Regions from separate parts of the Mustela erminea genome. Here region 2 is linked to region 1. A link is a contact called in public Hi-C data. All regions are on one chromosome and are shown on one strand. Each heading gives the region's core, a stretch centred on a gene start, on an enhancer-like site or on the middle of the called end of the contact. The rest is flanking DNA. Distances are from core to core; before and after follow the strand shown.

The links. A called contact is a pair of places that touch in the nucleus more often than the background predicts.
Region 2: a Hi-C map of fibroblasts shows a contact between it and region 1, with 2.6 times the contacts expected there. The contact joins the enhancer-like site here to the promoter of TSPAN1 in region 1. A contact is called at or near these places in 3 of 3 Hi-C or Micro-C datasets (fibroblasts, skeletal muscle and spleen).

What each region holds. Positions count from the first base shown.
Region 1 is chr10:73,632,029-73,638,212 of mMusErm1.Pri, reverse strand. It overlaps TSPAN1 (tetraspanin-1), which reads left to right and starts at 1,873. Exons shown (of 7, transcript XM_032361017.1): 1 at 1,873-2,030; 2 at 2,476-2,540; 3 at 4,914-5,120; 4 at 5,504-5,602; 5 at 5,683-5,838; 6 at 5,930-6,013. The coding sequence starts at 2,484. It overlaps LOC116600744 (a long non-coding RNA gene), which reads right to left and starts at 4,366. Exons shown (of 3, transcript XR_004289788.1): 1 at 3,812-4,366; 2 at 1,005-1,192.
Region 2 is chr10:73,672,096-73,678,419 of mMusErm1.Pri, reverse strand. No RefSeq gene overlaps it. Among named protein-coding and RNA genes, the nearest start is that of P3R3URF, 35 kb to the right of the region's middle. Within about 2 kb of position 4,644, the one cell type or tissue checked has open chromatin away from gene starts, as enhancers often do. A contact at or near this core is called in fibroblasts, where this site is marked.

The sequences.
Region 1 (6,184 bases), core at 624-3,123:
CCTCTCTCACTGTCTCTGTCAAATAAATAAATAAAATCTCAAAAAAAAAAATTGGGGCGCCTGGGTGGCTCAGTGGGTTAAAGCCTCTGCCTTCGGCTCAGGTCATTATCCCAGGGTCCTGGGATCGAGCCCCGCATCCGGCTCTCTGCTCAGCCGGGAGTCTGCTTCCCTTCCTCTCTCTCTGCCTGCCTCTCCGCCTACTTGTGATCTCTCTCTGTCAAATAAATAAATAAAATCTTTAAAAAAAAAAATTAGTGTCAACTATATTTACATTTAAAAAAATTTTTTTGAAGATTTTATTTATTTATTTGACAGAATAGAGACATTGGGAGAGAGGTAACACAAGTGAGGGGAGTGGGAGAGGGAGAAGCAGGCTCCTTGCTGAGCAGGGAGCCCAATTCGGGGCTAGATCTGAGGACCCCAGGATCATGACCTGAGCCAAGGCAAACACTTAATGACTGAGCCACCCAGGCGCCCCTAAATTTTTTTTTTTTTAAAGTCCACCTCCTCCATCTCTCACCCCCTCTGGCTGTGACTCTCCACACTCTGACCTTCCCACTCTGTGGTCATTCCTGTTTGTCCCAGAGAAAATCTTATTTAAGGTCTTATTTAAGGGGTGCCTGGGTGGCTCAGTGTGATCTCTCTCTGTCAAATAAATAAATAAAATCTTTACAATAAAATCTTATTTAAAATCCCTATAGGGCGCCTGGGTGGCTCAGTGGGTTAAACTTTCACTCAGGTAGTGATCTCAGGGTCCTGGAACTGAGGCCCGGATCAGGCTCTCTGCTCAGCCGGGAGCCTGCTTCCCCCTCTCTCTGCTGGCCTCTCTGCCTACTTGTGAGCTCTCTCTGTCAAATAAATAAATAAAATCTTTAAGATCCCTATAACTATTTTCTTATATAGACCAGCCTAAGCTTAAAATCAAGACTAAGAAATCCACGAGCCCCCCCAAACCCCGCCCCAGGTCGCACAGTTAAGCAGCAGCAGAAGTAACATGGAAGTACCTGGTCTGAATGACTCCAAAGCCAGAACTTCCCCAGCACCTCGATATCCGGAGCACTGGAGTGGAAAGGAGGACCGGCAGTGGAAAGAGACAGGCAGGGGTCCAAGTGAAGCCCTTGAAGGGTTCACACTGGGACTGCGGAGTCTTACAAGTGGAGGTGATGCTTTTGTGGGATCATGGCGCCACCTGCTGGCAGAAAGGAAAGGGGCGCTTGCTGGACGCCCATTGCTAAGAACTCCGGATGGGGGGGGGGGGACAAAACCTCGGGAGGGAGACGGGTAAGGAGAAAAGAGGAAGGGAGGAGAAAGATGGGGAAACTGAGATTCTGTAGAGGGAAAAGGACCAGAAGTCATTTGCTCCTCAGAGAAGGGGGTAGAAGCTGCTAAACCTGGGTCATTTTCTTGCAGAGACGGGGAGACAGACTTTAGGTATGTCCCTCCGAGGTTGCTTTGTGGTTTCTCAGTTGCTGGGAGTCAGTGCACACACAGCACAGAGTGTGTGTGACACGTGCGTGTGCACTCATGGGCACGGCTAGGTGTTTGTGTGTGGATCTGTGGGTGCCTCCATAGACGGCTGCTTGGGCAGATGAGTGGGCCCGGGAGCGCACGGGGTATGGAGGAATGGATCCGCAGGCCAGCGGCTCTGTGTTCGAGGGCGCACGAAGTTCAGAAGGCCACTTGTTTACCCTCCCACTTCTCTTCCTCCTTCGGATCTGGAAGGGTGTTGCTTTGGTTGGCGTTGCCAGGCCGACGACCAGGAGGCCTGCGGCTCTGGTGGCTATGGGGACAGATCTCCAGGCAGCAGGGGGCAGCAGGGAAGGAAGAGGTTGGCTGGCTGTGGGGTTGGGCAGGCGGGAAGGTGAGCCCAGGACTTTAAAAAGGCTGCCCCGCCTGCAGGTGAGCGGTGGAGCGGGAGAGCCAGCCCCGTCTCACTGCCTGCCCACTGGAGTGGCAAATCCCTTGCGTAGGCTGTCCCCTCTGGAGCCTCAGCAGAGCCTTCCTTCAGAACTACCAAGAGCCCTGAACAGGTGATGGCACAGGATTGAGATCATCCTATGAAGTAAAATCAACCTGGAAACGGGGTTTGGGAAACTGGAAGGCCAATGGGGGAGGGTCTTGAGAGCCTAGGGTTGGATTGATGGAGGGGTCCAGGATATATTGGGGCGAGGGAAGGGCGTGGAGTGACGTATGGTATGGGAGTTGGGCTTGGGGTGCCTGTGGAGAGAGCTGGGGGATCAGTATCCCAGTGTCGGGTGCTGGGAGAGGACCTGGGCCCTACAGAGAGGCAGGGGTGTCAGGATAGGACTTTGGAGAAGCCCTGAGGGGTCAGAGGCTAGATGTAGGGGAAACGGGGTGATTTAGGGGTCCTGGATGCTGGAATCTGGTATGGCAGGTTCCCAGTGCAGGGGCCGGCCCAGGTAGTAGCAGAGGTGGGCAGCAGAAATCCCTAACTACCACTTGTCTGCCTCCCAGGAGCCACCATGCAGTGTTTCAGCTTCCTTAAGACCATGATGATCCTCTTCAATTTCCTCATCTTTGTAAGTATGGGAGTTGTGGGCTGTTCGGGCCTCCCTATGGGAGGAGGTCACAGCAGCTGGGCAATGGGAGATTGCTGGGCCCAGACTCTGTTGCACACTTTTCCCTTTCAGTTAGGGTGCAGAAGTCTCCCCAAATACTGAGTCCTGGTCTTAGGAGCAGCCCGGCTGCCATAGTTGGAATAGAAAAGCTTAGGAGAGGCTCCTCCCTTCCAGGAAGCTTCAGACCTGAATTAGGGCAAGGTGGGATAGGCTAACAGGAATGATTGCCGTTGTTTCATAGGCATTGGGGGCACAGGGAGGGGAAGAGTTTGCCCATGCTTACCTGGTGTACAAAGAAATTTAGTGGCTCTGTAGGACAGATGGGAAGTTGAAAGGAGAGAGGCCCGGAGACCTCAGAGCAGAGATCAAGAAACACCTATTCATTCAACAAACAGTTATGGCCTAAGACTCTGTGCTAAGTGCTGGGGGAAAGGTGAGTGAGCCCTTTCTCTGCCCCTGAGGATCTCAGGTCCAGCAGGCCAGGTAGACAGTTGCAACATATAATGTCTGGCCTTAGCACAGGGGCTATAGGAGACCCCATGAGAAACTTAAACCCTGGTCTGAGAAGACTATCTGGAGGAAACAGCTGCGACTGGGCATTTGCGCTGGGTGAAGGGGTTGTAAAGCATGCAAAAAAGGCCCAGAGGCAATGAAATCAGGTATTGTTCAGGAAACCAGGAACAGAGGAAACTGAGTAATGAGGCATGACCCTGGAGATGACGGTGGGGACGGGGAAAAATGGATGAAGGACAAAGCCCTCAGATGGCGGCTGAGGGACGGAAGGAGGGGTGAGGGAAACAGAAGCTTTGAAGATAAAGCCCATGTTTCTGGTCTGAGCAACCCAGGGGATGTCCTCCAGGCAGCTGCGTACCCAATGCGGTTGCAGCTCTGGTTGGAGCTGGACATAGATGTTTGGAAGTCACAGGACCACAAACAGTCAGTGAAACCATGGGAGCGGGGAAGAGCACTCTGCAAAACCCAACTTACAAAGAGTATGTGGAGAAATGGTCACCTGGAAGCAGCTAGAGAAAGAGCAACAAGAGGAAAACAAGAAGCCCACGATCTCAGAGACGTCAGAAGGGTCTGGCTCATGAAGTGTCTACCCGATTTAGCGCAGGATGGCACCACAGATCTTGGAGCTACATTAGAGGGGCTTACAGTGAATGGAAGGTGAGGAGGTGGAGACATGACCCATAGAGAGATTTGGAGAAATTGGGCTGTGGGTGTGTTACCTCTCAGACTCCAATATGGTGCATGCCTTGGGCCTCTTTTGGCTTCAGGGAAGTAGGCTTTGCCCATGTATCTGGAGAAGGCAGGGGTATCCCAGCAATATGGAGAGGCCCGAGGGGGTTAAAGGCAAATCCGGTTTGGTTTCTGGCCTCTGTTGTTCAGGCCTTGCCAGGCTGGGCAAGGCAGGGCAAGTCTCAGGCTCCTTGAAATTTGACCCTGTAGGCTGGGAGCCCAGCCCCCTATCCTTGGGCAAACATGCCTGGGATCCAGCCACAATCTGGCATCTCATTCCTGGTTCTAGCCTCAGTTTCTACACCTGGGGACTGGACAGCTAGGTGGAATCAGACTGATTTATCCACTGGTGCCTGGATCAGTGAGGCTTTTCTCTAAAAGCTATGGCATCTGGACAGTACCTCCCCCGATCTGGGCCTCTGGATTCCATGAGGTTTGGGGTTGAGCCAGAGAGCCTCTGAGAGCAGCCCCCAGTGGCACTCCATCCCTCATGCCTCAGTTTTCCCTGTGAGGCAAGGAGAGGTCTAGGTTAGATGAAGGGCAGGCCTGGAGTTTGATCCTGGAGAGCCCCAAGGTAGGTGTCCCTTCTCACCGAGTCCCTCTCCAGGGTTGGAAGCAGGTGTAAACCTCAGCCCCGCCTCTGTTACTATGGTGACTGTTGAGCCTGTTGTGGCTTCCATCCCACTGTTTCACCTGTCCCAGGACAGAGGCAGTCAGCTCAGCAAGGAAATGGGGTAGGGCCCCTCCCTCACCCCCCAGCTGGCCTCACCCACTTGTTTTCACTCCTAGCTATGCAGCAGTACCCTGACAGCAGTGAAGGAAAGTCTTGCCTTGCCCTCCCCCATTCTGTGGATATTTCTAGAACCCCCGATTCCATTTATATCTACATTGGTGTGCAGCCTGGTGCTGGCTTTGGGTGGCCCAGCTCCCATCCTTCTGGCTCTACAGAATGTTTTTCCTCCCTACAGGATGAGTTTTTAGGCTCCTTAGCCAATAAAGGGAGAAATTTCTCGTTTTCCATCTTCCTATCTCAAATGAGTGGTAAGGAACTGCTTGCCCACACTGCTTTAAGGCCTGCCTCTCTGTCCCCAGCTATGTGGTGTTGCCCTGTTGGCCGTGGGCATCTGGGTGTCGATTGACGGGGCGTCTTTCCTGAAGATCTTCGGGCCGCTGTCGTCCAGTGCCATGCAGTTCGTCAACGTGGGCTACTTCCTCATCGCTGCCGGTGCTGTGCTCTTCGCTCTCGGTTTCCTGGGCTGCTACGGTGCTCAGACTGAGAACAAGTGTGCCCTCATGATGGTGTGTCAAACCCAGCTCCCCGGGCCCATAACCAAGATCCAGGGTCCCCTCACCCTTGAATCCAGGCCCTGGAGATCCCCAAGCCATGCTCTGCATTCCAGGGCCCTCGGCAGAGGGAGCCGCTGCCTTGCCATACTGGGTGGTGGGTTGCAATAGGTAAGGCACAAGGGACCGCCTCTTTCTAAACTCAGACCTCTGGTCCCCATTCAGTTCTTCCTGATCCTCCTCCTCATCTTCATCGCGGAGGTGGCAGCTGCTGTGGTCGCCCTGGTGTACACCACCATGGTGAGGAGCAGGGGACGGGGCAAGGGGGAAAGATGGGGAAGAGCCCTGCAAGTGGGCTGTGGCCCCCAGGGCCCTGAGCACCGGCCTGCCCCATCCAGGCTGAACACTTCCTGACGTTGCTGGTAGTGCCCGCCATCAAGCAAGACTACGGTTCCCAGAAGGACTTCACCCAAGTGTGGAACACCACCATGGAAGGGGTAAGGTGGGCTGGGGGACATTTTGGGGTGGGGAGAAAGAGGCAAGGCCCCGCTGACCATCCTTCCCTCGTCCTCTTCAGCTCAAGTGCTGTGGCTTCAACAACTACACAGATTTTGAGGGCTCTCCCTACTTCATGAAGAACCATACCTTTCCCCCGTACTGCTGTGCCGACAACGGAAATGGCACCGCTGTAGAACCCTGCACCGAGGAGAAGGCTAAGGACAAGACTGTACAGGTGTGGTATGGAAGGTTGGGGGCTGCTTTAATGGCCGCAAAGTGCTGAATGAGGGAGGGGTGCAGCGGCTGACTCTCCCCTCTCCCCCAAGGGTTGTTTCAGCCAGCTTCTGTATGACATCCGGACCAACGCTGCCACTGTGGGTGGTGTGGCAGCTGGAATTGGGGGCTTGGAGGTAAGGGGGTGAGGAGGGTGGGGCAGGGTAACCCGACTGGACCAGGGTGCTTGACCCATCTTGGAGGCCTTGCTGGAGGAGAGAGACTTCTGGTGGGGTGTCTTGGAGGCGGGGGACTAAAAGCATAAGGGCCCTGATCACATCCCTCACCTCTGCCCGTTCCTTTCCCAT
Region 2 (6,324 bases), core at 3,395-5,894, 37 kb before region 1:
TCCTGATTCCCAAATCACAAGAGGACTAACCAAGATGCTCAAAAGCAATTCTCTGTACCACACTCTTAACATTTCCAAAATAAAAACTTTTGTTTCATCTAAACTGTTCACTATTTCTACTGCTTCTGGGAAATACATGAAGATTAAGACATCAGACTTCCATTTGGATCCAATCCTTACATTGTCAGTGAATTACAGTAGATACAGCAGTCCATGCAGTTATTAGAAACCTTTGGGATGCATGGTAATGGTAGTTTTTTAAAAAATAGGCTGGAGGGAAACACCTTTGGAAAACAGTTTTTGAGGCCACTGGAAGCAATAATAGGTAACGATTTTGCATTTATGGTTCAGTCTTAAATATAAATGAAAATCATATTTTTTAAACTGTAATACTAATATTACAGTTAAAAGCCTTAAGTCAACAACTGTCTAATTCAAGTTATTTAACTCAAGGCTACTGCAATAGCCAAGGAATGGGGTGACCAAGGACAGTAAGTAGAAAAGCACTTAGAGGTTAGAAAGAAATGGTGCTCCTTAGATATTTATTAATTCAACACAAATCTATTAAATTTCCTACTGTTTGCAATATCTTGAGCAAGATAAGAAGCTCATAACTTGATGGGAAGATAATTCCATGGGGTGGATAGTATACATAAAAACAGAATCTACTTCATAGAATGAAAAGGAGTTCTGAGAAGTGCTAGAAGAGAAAAGGAAAAGAAAGGAAGTATGTCTTCTAATACCAGGGATCAGGAAATATATATCCTAGCAAAGAAGGCATCTAACGTAGATCTTACACATGTAAGATTTCAACAAGTGAAAAGCATCCCTGGAAGAGGAAAAAGCAGACATTCAAGAAACAGCAAATATAAAATAGCTTTCCACAGAACCTGTGATGGACTCTAGTAAGAAACTAGACTGGAAAACTTGGTTGGAAACAAACAAAAACAACAACAAAAAAAAAAACAGGGACTTAAATGACAAGGTAAGCAATCTGGGACTCTTTTTAATAGGCAAAGGAAAGGCACTGGAAGGTTTTCAAAGTCACTGGGAGATTTACCACTGGAAGGCAAATCATCAGACGGTACTTGAATAATACTGTGGACTGAACAAAGTAGAAACAGGGAGAACAGTAAGAACACTATCAAAGCAGTCCAGTCAGGAAATAAGAGCTTGAGCTGGGATAGAAGGTAGGAAGAAGACAGATAGAAGACATGCTGCAATGCAACCTCTTCACTAATAATTTACTTAGTTTTAAGTGTTTCAAAACCTTAATTTGTCACACAAAACAAGACTGGCATCACATTATTTCCATTAAAAGCCACTGCATCACAGGCAATATTCCAGCATACTCAAGTGTGCTTCCTTTATTAAAAGCTGTTAGGTATAACTAACCATAATCTACACTAATACTACAAAATGAGTAATAAAGAGCGGCATATGCATACTTCCAATACTCTGAATAGAATCTCAGTATGCAAAATTTCATCCAAGGATCAGCATTTTAAACTCAGAAGTTTATTTCTATGTAAATGCACAATGTTTGGATCAGAATTTTCTATACAACCTTATAAGACCCACATCACTACATAATTATAACAGTCAACTTTTTTTTTAAACCACTTTTGGACAACTCAACTGAACTTGGCCAATATTTTTCCACTGGGCCCAAATTTTTCAAACATTAGTTCCTTCTTCATTTTCTCCCCTCCTCCCTATTCACCTCTCCGCCCAACAAATTCCCTTTGTATGTCTGCAAGGCAAGATACTATGATATAGTGATTCTGAGGCAGTTTGAATATATAATTCTTATAATAAAAACCTAGAATTATTAACTTTACTTTTTACAGGAGAAATCAATGATGTATTAAATTTTCATTTACATGAATGACAAATGCATCTAATAGAAATGATGCTTTACCGTTAGGGGGAAACAAAGGGGGAAATACACACAATAGATGGGTGGCAAATCTTACAAACTTTGCAAAACACTGAAAGGCTGCATCTGGATTGCAGTCACAATGACAAAAGCAAATAAAGAAAGCTCCAAAATGAAGGGAAAGAGAAAAATTATAAATTATCATAAAGAGTAAAAAAGGCTGATTTAATAGGAGTTTTTAATATAGCATCATTTAACACTCTAACTGGAAAAAAAAAAAACTAAAGATAATTTACAGCTCACAAGGACACAAATAATTTCTATAAACATTCTACAAAACAGTTATACTTCATTGTACTTGCATAGGCTCCAATCCTTTCAAAGGTTTCCAAAAATACATAGTCTTATAATAATTGAGGTTCCCCAATGACACATAATTTATTTTGTAAGCTTAACTGCAACACATTTTTAAGACATAACCAATTCATCCTCAACAAAAATAAGGAGTCACAAAGGCCCTCTACTTATTCCAAATCATTACGTAAAGCACTATCTGTAACTGCAAAAAAGGGTTTGAAAATTTGACAGCTAATAATCATAAAATGAGGTTAGAATTTAAAGAAAAACAATTACCCAACTTTTCCATTTTCCCTTCCTTTTCCTTTCTTACCAGATACACAAAATGTCTGTAAGGGTCTCAGACAAAGCTCTGAAGTAAAAATACAGTATATGTATACTTTACATTATGTGTATTCGAACCTATCACATATATGTACACATCACATAGATTCACACAAAAAGGATTCCTCCTTTTTTTAGTCTAAGAATTGAAGTTATATTAAACCCTATCCCATAAATTAAGTGAAATCACCATAAATTAACGAGTAATAAAATACTGCACGTAGATCTGTCTGAGAGACTATATCCTGAGAAGAAAAACCTCAGACTAAGACCATGACTGAATAAAAACGCCCCAATCCCTGAAAATTACTAACCGGCATTTGGTTTCTGTAAGAGAAAAAGGGGGTCTTAAAATGAATAATCATATAGGCAACCCAGTTTCAGAAGTTAACGAAGGTAAAACACAAGGAACCAAATAAGACAAACGTATGAAATGACAAGCTTTAAAGAATTCCCCCAAAGGAAAAGGCTTGAGTTCAAGGCTCGGGTATAAAGCATCCTTTGCAGGTAGAAGAATCTTTAATTGAAAAAAAGGGGGGAGGGGGGCACAACAAAAACCTGAACGACACGAAGTGAAAGAAACGGGTCTTTCCTCCCACCCCCACTCCAGCCCCCACCCCCACCCTCGCAGGACAATAGGATCAGGGTCCTAACTGCAAACTTTAAACGGATAAACCAGAAGCAGTTTTACTGCAGCTCTAACTGCAAATCTGCCCCTCATCCCAAACCTAGCGCTCCCAGGAACACTTGTGCCCTGAAAACAGCACCAAGGTCTAGTTATATACAAATCAGACCCATCACAAGATTCTTTTTCTCTCCCCAAGTACCTGGAGGATCCATTTCAATATAAAATATCAGTTCTGTCGAATAGGGCATCATCACCTCCCTCCAGTCTGCGTCATCGCGGTCCATACTCCACACCGTATTGTACATCGCGCTGTCAGGGGCAGGTCGTCAGGAAATATATAGAAAGCATATATATTTTTTATCTGATATTTAAAAATCTAAAAATATAGATCTGTAAAGTCCCACACGGATATATACTTCTGGGTTTCCAACGGCCGGTACAAGTCCAGCCAACTACCAGGACGAGGATGGAAGTCCTCCCCCGTCTCCTCTTACGGCACCCAGCAAAATGCCCCCCGAACTTTCAGTCTACGGGCTTTTTCTCCTCAGAGAGGTACAGGGAGGCTTGGGGCGGGGGGGTGGGGGGTGAAGGCAGAGGGCTGAGATGTTAAAAAGCAGCTTCCCAAAAATCCCTTCCACACAGTCGCTCTCCAAAGAGAAAAGCTCCCACTGCCTCCAAATCTTTCCTCGGCAGCCACTTTTGTGTCCTTCGAGGGAGGGAGAATGAAGAGGGGGAGATAAAAAGAACGCGCTGGGAGAAAGGTGAGGAAGTGACAAAGGAAGGCATAAAAAGGGGGGTGGGTATTGCATTCAAGTTTCGGGGTCCCACTGGTCTGCAGAGAGCGATCCCCTCAGGGGCCGGGACTCGGGCTCCGTTCCAGTCAAGCTCGGAACCGAAGCTGCTGTAGCCTCGAGATGGGGGCCCGTCGGAAAGTCCAGTTAGCTCTGCCCGGCTGGGCGCTCCCGCCGGGCAGTAAGTAAACCCGCCAGTGCCGGCTCCCCTCACGCTCTGCCCTGACTCCAGCCACTAGAGTTTCATTTTAACGGCGCGGAGAGGGACACCCTCCCCCGCCTCACGCTCCCCCGCTGAGGTACCACCCAACAGCACCGGGCAGGGGGGGAAGGCGACATCACTACTGCTCCTTCCCGTCTATACCAACTCGATTAAAGGGGGATTCTGTCAGGTGCCTGTGCAAGCGTTCCGAAAGCCGTCCTCCACTTCGGCTTTCAACTCTCCCCAACGCTCTCTGCGTTTCGACTTCTTAATCATTCATCCTCTCTCCCCCCAGCCTCAATAAGAATGGTACAGTCCGGGCGCTGGCCGCACGCCAGGAGTCAGTGCCGGGAGCACGCGAGCCAGGAGGGGAGGGAGAAGAGAGAGGGAAGGAGGGGGGTAGAAAGAGAGGATAAGGTGAGTGGTGATTGGCTGAGCTGGGTTGCCGGAGCCTGGAGCCTGCGTCTTTTGTCTGCCTTCTTCCAGCAAAGGAGCGGGAGACGGCTGCGCGCCCCAAGCGGACCAATCAGGAGCCAGCCGGCGTTGGCCGGCAAGGCGGCGATTGGTCAGAGCCCAGTTACTAAGCGGGACAAAGGCAGAGGGGGAAAAGAAAAGAAGAGGAGGAAAAAAAAAGAAAGAAAGAAAGAAAGCGCAAACGGCGGTTACTGACAGGCTGGGCGAGCGCTCAGGGGCTCATGCTGCCCGGAGACAGGCGGGGCTCCCGCTGAGGCTCAGTCGGGCCGGACGAGTGGGGGTTTTGGGGGGGGGGGGGGGAGACGAGCTTGCGCTAGACACCTCTGCCCGGAGACGCTGCGGGGGAGGGGAGCGGACTGAGAGGGGCGCGTTCTGTCACTTGGCGGGACGTGCGCTCCTCTGGTCCTTAGGAAGTCCCCGGGCAGGGTCCCTCCCCACAGACCTCTTTACTGGGCTGGGACAGCCCCCATCCCCCGCAATAAGTTGTCAAATAAAGAAAAGATCCCTAAACTCACTTGCAGGACCGTTACCCCTCGGTGAGAGGAGATGCCCATGGCGCCCGGTAGCCTTCCCAGGCCGCTACCACAACCCAGTCCCGGCTTCTTCCTTTGAGCAGTTAGGCTTTTCTTAAGAAGGCATTTCGCAGTTTCTCTGCGCTTCCCACCCAAGGACTTTCGAACCCAGACCTGAAATAAATAGGGAGCTGCAGCAGGCCCCTCAGCTCGATTGCTCACGCCAGAAAACATGCCTTGAAATTACAGTGCGTGTGTGATTTGAGAAAAATCACAGGTGTTAGAATCCCCAGCCAAAAGGGCCCTATTCTGTTTGCCTGACAGACCACCTTCCGTATACACCCAGTCCCTTCCTCAAGCTTAAAACTATGATGGGCTTCACTATGAAAATGCTGAATATTACCATGCATTTCAGAAACAGCTAATTAACTTGCTGGGGAACACTGAATAGCCAAAAGCAGATTTTTGTCTTCCAAAGGTTATGCCTGGAATTGCCATCCTGCATAGCCTACAATACAGTCTAGGGAGGCCAAAAACTGTTCCATTTCCTCTTTACACAGGAGCAACAAAGCCCATTGTGTTTGGGTTGACAACCTGATTTAAGCCCTAGTGAAACCTCCTACCCTGAGTGGCTCTACTATATTGATTCCTTCCTGTGGAAGAGTTGCCACGTTTCACCCTCTACCTCCTAAAGTGAGCCTGCCTTCCTTAAAGGTGTGCTAAGTTGAGACAGTTCCTGGGAGCCAAATGTGTATGGTCTCTGTGTAGAGTCTTGAATTAAAAAGGGCCAGTAAGAGTAAGTGAACAGGTTTGAACTGAGGAAATACATCAGGATTCTTGCATGCTTTCTTTTCTTTCTTTTTTTTTTTTTTTTTACATTTCTGAAATCCAAACCTGATTCAAAAGCCAGATCAACTTTGGGATAGGGCATGTTGCTAATTTGAATGTCCTGAGCCCTTTCTCTAGGTAGGAGATGCTGGAAGATCAACTCTAATTTGTGGATGGCTTCCCAGCAGTCTCTTAACTTCACCATATCTGGGAGCCAGAAGTACTCACATGTGATAACTCGAAAGGCAGAACAATCAGTCAAGGGCAAGTTGGTTTATTTTTGTTCACGGGTGTCCCTGTGCATTCCCAAACAAAATGAAGGTGAAGAG